2 separate regions of the Ovis aries genome follow, and region 2 is linked to region 1. Evidence: chromatin contacts called from public Hi-C data. All regions are on one chromosome and are shown on one strand. The core of a region is the stretch at or near the end of the contact, and the rest is flanking DNA. Distances in the headings are between cores, read along the strand shown.

Evidence for each region. Hi-C and Micro-C count contacts between places; a contact is called where the count stands out from the background.
Region 2: a Hi-C map of tail adipose tissue shows a contact between it and region 1, with 4 times the contacts expected there. The contact joins the enhancer-like site here to the promoter of PTX3 in region 1. A contact is called at or near these places in 6 of 16 Hi-C or Micro-C datasets (blood, hypothalamus, liver and 2 more).

What each region holds. Positions count from the first base shown.
Region 1 is chr1:230,871,602-230,874,677 of ARS-UI_Ramb_v3.0, reverse strand. PTX3 (pentraxin 3) reads left to right here and starts at 1,575. Exons shown (of 3, transcript XM_004003220.5): 1 at 1,575-1,795; 2 at 2,203-2,607. The coding sequence starts at 1,666. All of the region lies in intron 5 of VEPH1 (ventricular zone expressed PH domain containing 1), which reads right to left.
Region 2 is chr1:231,135,858-231,138,933 of ARS-UI_Ramb_v3.0, reverse strand. No RefSeq gene overlaps it. Among named protein-coding and RNA genes, the nearest start is that of TRNAS-GGA, 19 kb to the left of the region's middle. Within about 2 kb of position 1,448, at least 3 of the 54 cell types and tissues checked have an H3K27ac peak or open chromatin away from gene starts, as enhancers often do. A contact at or near this core is called in tail adipose tissue, where this site is marked.

The DNA.
Region 1 (3,076 bases), core at 326-2,825:
GCTGGTTCTCATTTATGGTAGATTGTTTAATCCTATGTTTAAATATTTTTTATTATGAATTTTCACTGTGGCAGATAGTACACATTTGCTTCTCGAACATGTATAAGGGCAGGCCCAAAGTCGCAAACTCTTAGGGACCTTGTAGAGTTCAGTCAAAGAGAGACAGGCTTACTTCTCTCTTTTCTGTGCTAGGGTAAGGACTGGGGCTATATCTATTGAAATCTAGTCAGTTAACTCCCCACCCAGACCTAAGCCTTGTGGCCCTTAACACTTGGTTAACACAGAACTGAAACATCTCTTCCCCCTTCACCTCCCCTGATGTGTGTGCGTGCGCGTGTGTGTGTGTGTGTGTGTGTGTGTGTGTGTGTGTGTAGGGGGGCTCTAGATTCAGCTCATGGGCTCACTGACCAGTTTTTGGTTCCCTCTCTTTGGGTAGGTGGCATTAGTGGTAAAGAACCCACCTGCCGATGAAAGAGACATAAGAGATGTGGGTTCAATCCCTGGGTCAGGAAGATCTCTTGGAGAAGGGCATGGCAACTCACTCCAGTATTCTTGCCTGGGAAATTCAATGGACAGAGGAGACTAGCGGGGCTGCAGTCCATAGGGTCACAAAGAGTTGGACATGACTGAAGCGACTTATCACCCTTGGCCTCTGGATATTGTCCTTACTTTATTGGGAACTTATTTGTATATTTAAAGTTTTTAATTATTATTCAAATGTAAACACATTTCTAGTTTGGTTTTTTTTTTTTCAGCTTATATAGATCTCCATATACTGACAGAAGCGGGAATCCCTAAATTTACTTTAAAAACATGATCTTTGACTCTGAGCCTAGTGAAATAAGATACCCACATAATAGATTATGAAAAGAAACACACCTAAAAAGTCAGTTTATTCCTTTCCCCCGACTTCTCCTTATTTTCGGTTTACTGGTTTTGCTGTGCTTCTCATTAAAAAGTATGTTTATAAAAGTATAGTTGTAACTCCAGAAGGATTAAAGATGGAATGACTTGAAATGGATTTGGATTATAGAACCGTACAAATTCTTACTGTGTTGGTTTATCTTGAAATCAGAAAGTAACTTTCACATCTTAGACCTGTAAAACTGTACAAAGAAAAAGTGAAAAAATGTTTTCTATGTGTAAAGGGTTGTGAAATAATGAGAGCGCACACAAAATGCTGGGATGATGCTCTTGTTTTCACACCTCTATGCCTGCTGAATCTATTCCCCTAAATCTCTATTCCCCTAATCCCTCTCCTCTCCCTCTCATCCTTCAGTACTACCAATTCAAGTTACAACAGCTAATCCCCAGGGGGAAACAGTCCTAGCCTTGTCTTCCCCTTTCTTTCCCCTCTGACACTCCTCCAATTAATCTGACTGTACTGTAAACCTTTGCGGTTTACTATTGTGCAACGTCCCCCGTCCCCCACATCTCCTTCACCCTCCTTTCCCCCAGCCCCCTCCCCCACAAATCTGGGGAAATCCCGTTAAGGCAGTGCCACTGGCATTACTCATTCATCCCCATTCAGACTTTCCCCAGCATTTATTAAGGGCCCTCAGCTCCTGCCTCTCACTCGCACTCTCCTCCGCTCCTCCTGCACTCTGAGAGCCTCTTGCCTCGTCCCCTCCCGACAGCGGTGGGAAGAACGTCGTCTCTCCAGCAATGCACATCTCTGTGATTCTGTTTTGTGCTCTCTGGTCTGCAGTGTCGGCGGAGAACTCAGATGATTATGAGCTCATGTATGTGAATTTGGACAACGAAATAGACGATGGACTCCATCCCACCGAGGACCGTAAGTTCGTTTTAACTCTTTCTCTGCTAACCCTTAACTACATATCTACCTCCTTAGGTCTAAGTATTATACATATATTCTGTTGCCAATGCAATAAACAACAATAACCAAAAAAGAGTTTTGCCAAAGAGAAAAGCACGTCAGGAAAGGAGGTTTCATAAAGTTACTTCTCTCAGATACGTAATGGGCCGAACTGTATGAAATCGCCGGTATTCGCCTGTTCTGAGAGAATTGCCATGAACGGCAATTTCATCGAGTTCGGCTTATAAAACTTGCAAGGTTTCCTTAAAGGGAAGGGGGTCCTGGGGACGGGCTGTCACTTGGCGACCATCGAGGGAGGTCGGCATTTTACAAAGAACACCCGAGGGAGGGTCAGGTCTGTAATGCGTGTATATTCCCCACTCTAGCCACGCCGTGCGACTGCAGTCGTGAGAACTCCGAGTGGGACAAGCTCTTCACCATGCTGGAGAACTCGCAGATGCGGGAGGGCATGCTGCTGCACGCCACCGAAGCCGTGCTCCAGGGAGAGCTGCAGAAGCTGAGGGCCGAGCTGGGCCGGCTGGCGGGCAGCCTGCAGAGCCTGTGCGCGCCGGAGGCCCCCGCCGAAGCCAGGCTGGCCCGGGCGCTGGACGAGCTGCTGCAGGCGAGCCGCAATGCTGGCCGCCGGCTGGCACGACTGGAAGAGGCCTGGGCGCCGCGGCCGCAGGAGGAGGCGGGGCGGGCCCTGGGCGCGGTGCTGGAGGAGCTGCGGCGGACGCGGGCCGACCTCCGAGCTGTGCAGGGCTGGGCAGTCAGCCGCTGGCTGCCGGCAGGTAAGGACGCGGGGACTGGTGGGGACCCCTGCGCGGCTTCGTTCTCAAAGTGCGAGTTGCGGGAAACCGAGTCAGCCAACCAAGCCTCTAAGGGCAGGCTTTAGTGTGAGGAAACATACCGGCTCACACCCTTCTGTTTCGGCATGCGCGGTCACAGAGCTCAGATACATCATAAAAGGAGGGAAAATTGCTTTCAAAAGTAGTCAGTCTTCAGTCCCGAGGAACCCTGAAGATAGCTGTGTAGGTAACCATCACAGTATTGAAATAGACCTCAAGGGCCTCCAGACTGACACTTGATCGGACCAGGCGTTAGAGAAACTCTATTGGCGAGTTATAAGAGTGACTGCTCTCAATGTCCAGCTTCCCTCCGTTAGGGATTTCCACTTCTTCTAATATTAGCCTGCCTCTCTCTTTAAGGGAGCTCTGGTTCCCCGCGCTATTTCAGGACCCAGCCTAATTTTTAGGAAAG
Region 2 (3,076 bases), core at 199-2,698, 260 kb before region 1:
TGCTAATGTTACTATCATTTTTGCCTTTTTTCCTTTTATTTTATGGGACGTTGCCTTAAAATTCTCTTCTGATGATTCTTTTTAAATAGTTTTCATTCTAGTTTTTATACTGTTAGTTTTCAAAAGCCCTTCCTTTTTCTCTGATTACTTCTTTCTTTTTGAAAAACCTTTAAAATAGCACCTTATTCCTGCGTCATGGGTCCAACAGGTTTCCTTCTTTTTCAGAGGATACTAGTTCAATTCTTTGAAATTTTCTTCTGTTGTCTGCATTGTCTTTGTTTCTTCAATTTTATTATTATTTTTTCCTTTTTGTCTTGTTCTGTGTCTCTTATGTTGGAGATTTTCATAGATTGCTTGGTGAGCCTTGGCTATCTGTCATAAGAGTGAGGATGCAGAAGGCTGATTTTCGTGGGAAGGTGGGAGCCTGATGTGTGGAGGACTAACAAGGTGGAGTGAGCCGATCTCTAGAGGGCTTGCCCAGTGTTAGAGCACAGAAGGATCTACTTGCTCTCTAGTGTTGGAGGGGGCCCTTCGGGCTGGTCTTCCAGCTTTCTGGGAAATGAGTGGGCAAATGGGTTGGAAGGTCCTGCAGACTAGACTGTGGACGTCCCCTAAAGTGATTCTACTTTCAGTTCGTTCGCAGCCCCTGCCTTTCCTCTGGGAAGGGGTAGAGGCGCTTTTGATCTCTGAGTCCCCAAAGTCCTAGGATGGGATGAGCTTGCTAATCACTGTTCCCTTCTCTGCAGGTGCTTGTTTTCAGCTTTTTATTGGGTTAGTCTCATTCATTTTGATCTCTCTTATTCTTTATTTCCTTGTGGATTTGTAACTTTTACTTTCCCTTCCTGTATTTTGTTGGGGAGGGCATTGAGAGAGGAGATAAAAAGCACATGTTCAATTCTCTATCTTTTCAGGTAATTAATAATTCATTATTAAACCTTGTAGATGATCACTGCATGATTTTCCCTTAGAAGATGACTTCTTCAATCACAAATATAATTAACTACTTTAACAGGGGATTTAATGCTCCACCAGTTAAAGGAACTCAGATGTATTAGGGCCATTTAGTGGACAGTTTGAATTAAGCACCATGGGCTTTAAAGAGCACCTTCTGAAAACTAGGAAAAGAGCTAGAAAGCTTCACTACTCATCTCAGCGTCTCTGTGCAAAATCTCCCCAAATAGAAGGGTTTCCTCTTCATTTATTTCATAGGTTATTTCAGTACTTATTTCATTTCATCTTTATGGCTATTTTAAAGTCTTGGTTGTTGAAATTTAAAATGTTTCTCTACTAATATTCTTGTGGAAGGTGAAAAAATAACTGACTATTCTTCTTTCTTTATATCAGCCTTTTTATTCCAGGAGGATTCGCTTCTATTTCTCTCTCCTCTAGGGTATTTATTTCACTAGTCTACAGCTGGCCTTTCCTAGGAATTAATTGAGGAGAGAAAGGCAGATAGGATTGGGCTGTTGGACCCGGGTAGAGGCCAGCCTTTGCAGTGCCTCTGGTCAGCTGGGACAAGCTGTCAGTGAATTACACTGCTCTGTGGTTATTAAGACTTCACGTTACATGTGAATTGAAAAGACATAAGTTATCCAGTCTCTCAATCTTGCCCTCAATAATTTACTTAAAAAAAAATTGTTCCAGAGATTTCAGGCTGAAATTTAAAATTATCTCTCTCTTTTCATAACTCCAAAAGTATTTTATTATTTTACATCCATAGCTATAGGATCTATTGTAGATATTCTCAAGCCTCCATTCAGCCAAATCATGAGAGTTCCCTCAAGGGTTCCCACAGGGTCAAAATATGTGAATCACAGTGCTTGAGCCAAGTGCAAACCAGCTGGGATTTTAGACAGATCCAAGTGTGAAGCTGAAACCTACTACGTCATTTAAATGCCCTCTAGTGGCCACGTGTCATTTTTAGTTCTCAAGCAAAACAGTTTCAGTGCCTTCCAGGCTTCCCTGGCTCAGTGGTGAAGAAACCGCCTGCCAATGCAGGAGGTGCAGGTTCAGTCCCTGGGTCAGAAAGACTCCTTGGAGAAGGAAATGGCAACCCACTCCAGTATTCTTGCCTGGAGACTCCCAAGGACAGAGAAGCCTGCTGGGCTAGGATCCATGGGGTCGCAAAAGAGTCGGATGCGACTTAGCGACTAAACAACAACAGCAATAACAAATATCTTAGAGTGATTTACCTGATAGTTTTGAATTAGGGTTATTATTAGCTGCTTCTGCTCTTGGAGTGAAATGGAACTGGAATATTTCCTGATCATAAAAAATGTTTAACAGCCTGAAATGTGCCTAAACCTTAGCTCTTATTCCAGGTGCATCTGCTAATATGGCTACAAAATAAAGAGTTGCCGTTTGGTTTGCCTACTAGTGGTCACATAAACAGCACCAGTAGTTATAATTTATTACTTTGTAACTGAAGAGTAAAAAGAAGTATTATATGTAATGTGAGGTAACTAGTTGTTCAGTTCAGTTCAGTCGCTCAGTGGTGTCCGACTCTTTGCGACCCCATGAATCATAATAGCACGCCAGGCCTCCCTGTCCGTCACCAGGAACGAAATTCAAAATATTGATGGCCATAGGGTTCAAAGGATCAACAATCTTCAGTCTCAGAAAACTGAAGAGCTGTGAGAGAGACATTTTCATTTGTCCATAAATGAATGCCATGGGCAAGCAGATTAGTATGATAAAATAATGGTGGTGGTAGTAGTAGCAGCTAACATATACTGAGTGCTTGAATGCCAGATGCTATTCTGAATGCTCTGCTTGTATTAATGCACTACAATCTAATTAAGTAGGTTCTCTTACACCCATTTTTTTTTTTTTGCTACACCCATTTTATAGACAAAATTGACAAAATACAAACAAAATAGCCACTAGCCAAAGGCTGAGTAGGGACCAGAAAATTTGGAGTGTCTTTGGCCTCATAGCTGATTGGATTTTGGTTAGTACTACTTTGGCTGAAGGATTTTTGTAGAATCATAAAAATCCCTTCAACAGAACTGGGGTGCAGTCAGCCTTGAGTATCCTGGCTGGCCTCCAGGTAGGGTTGGAGATGTTGGCTGGGGGA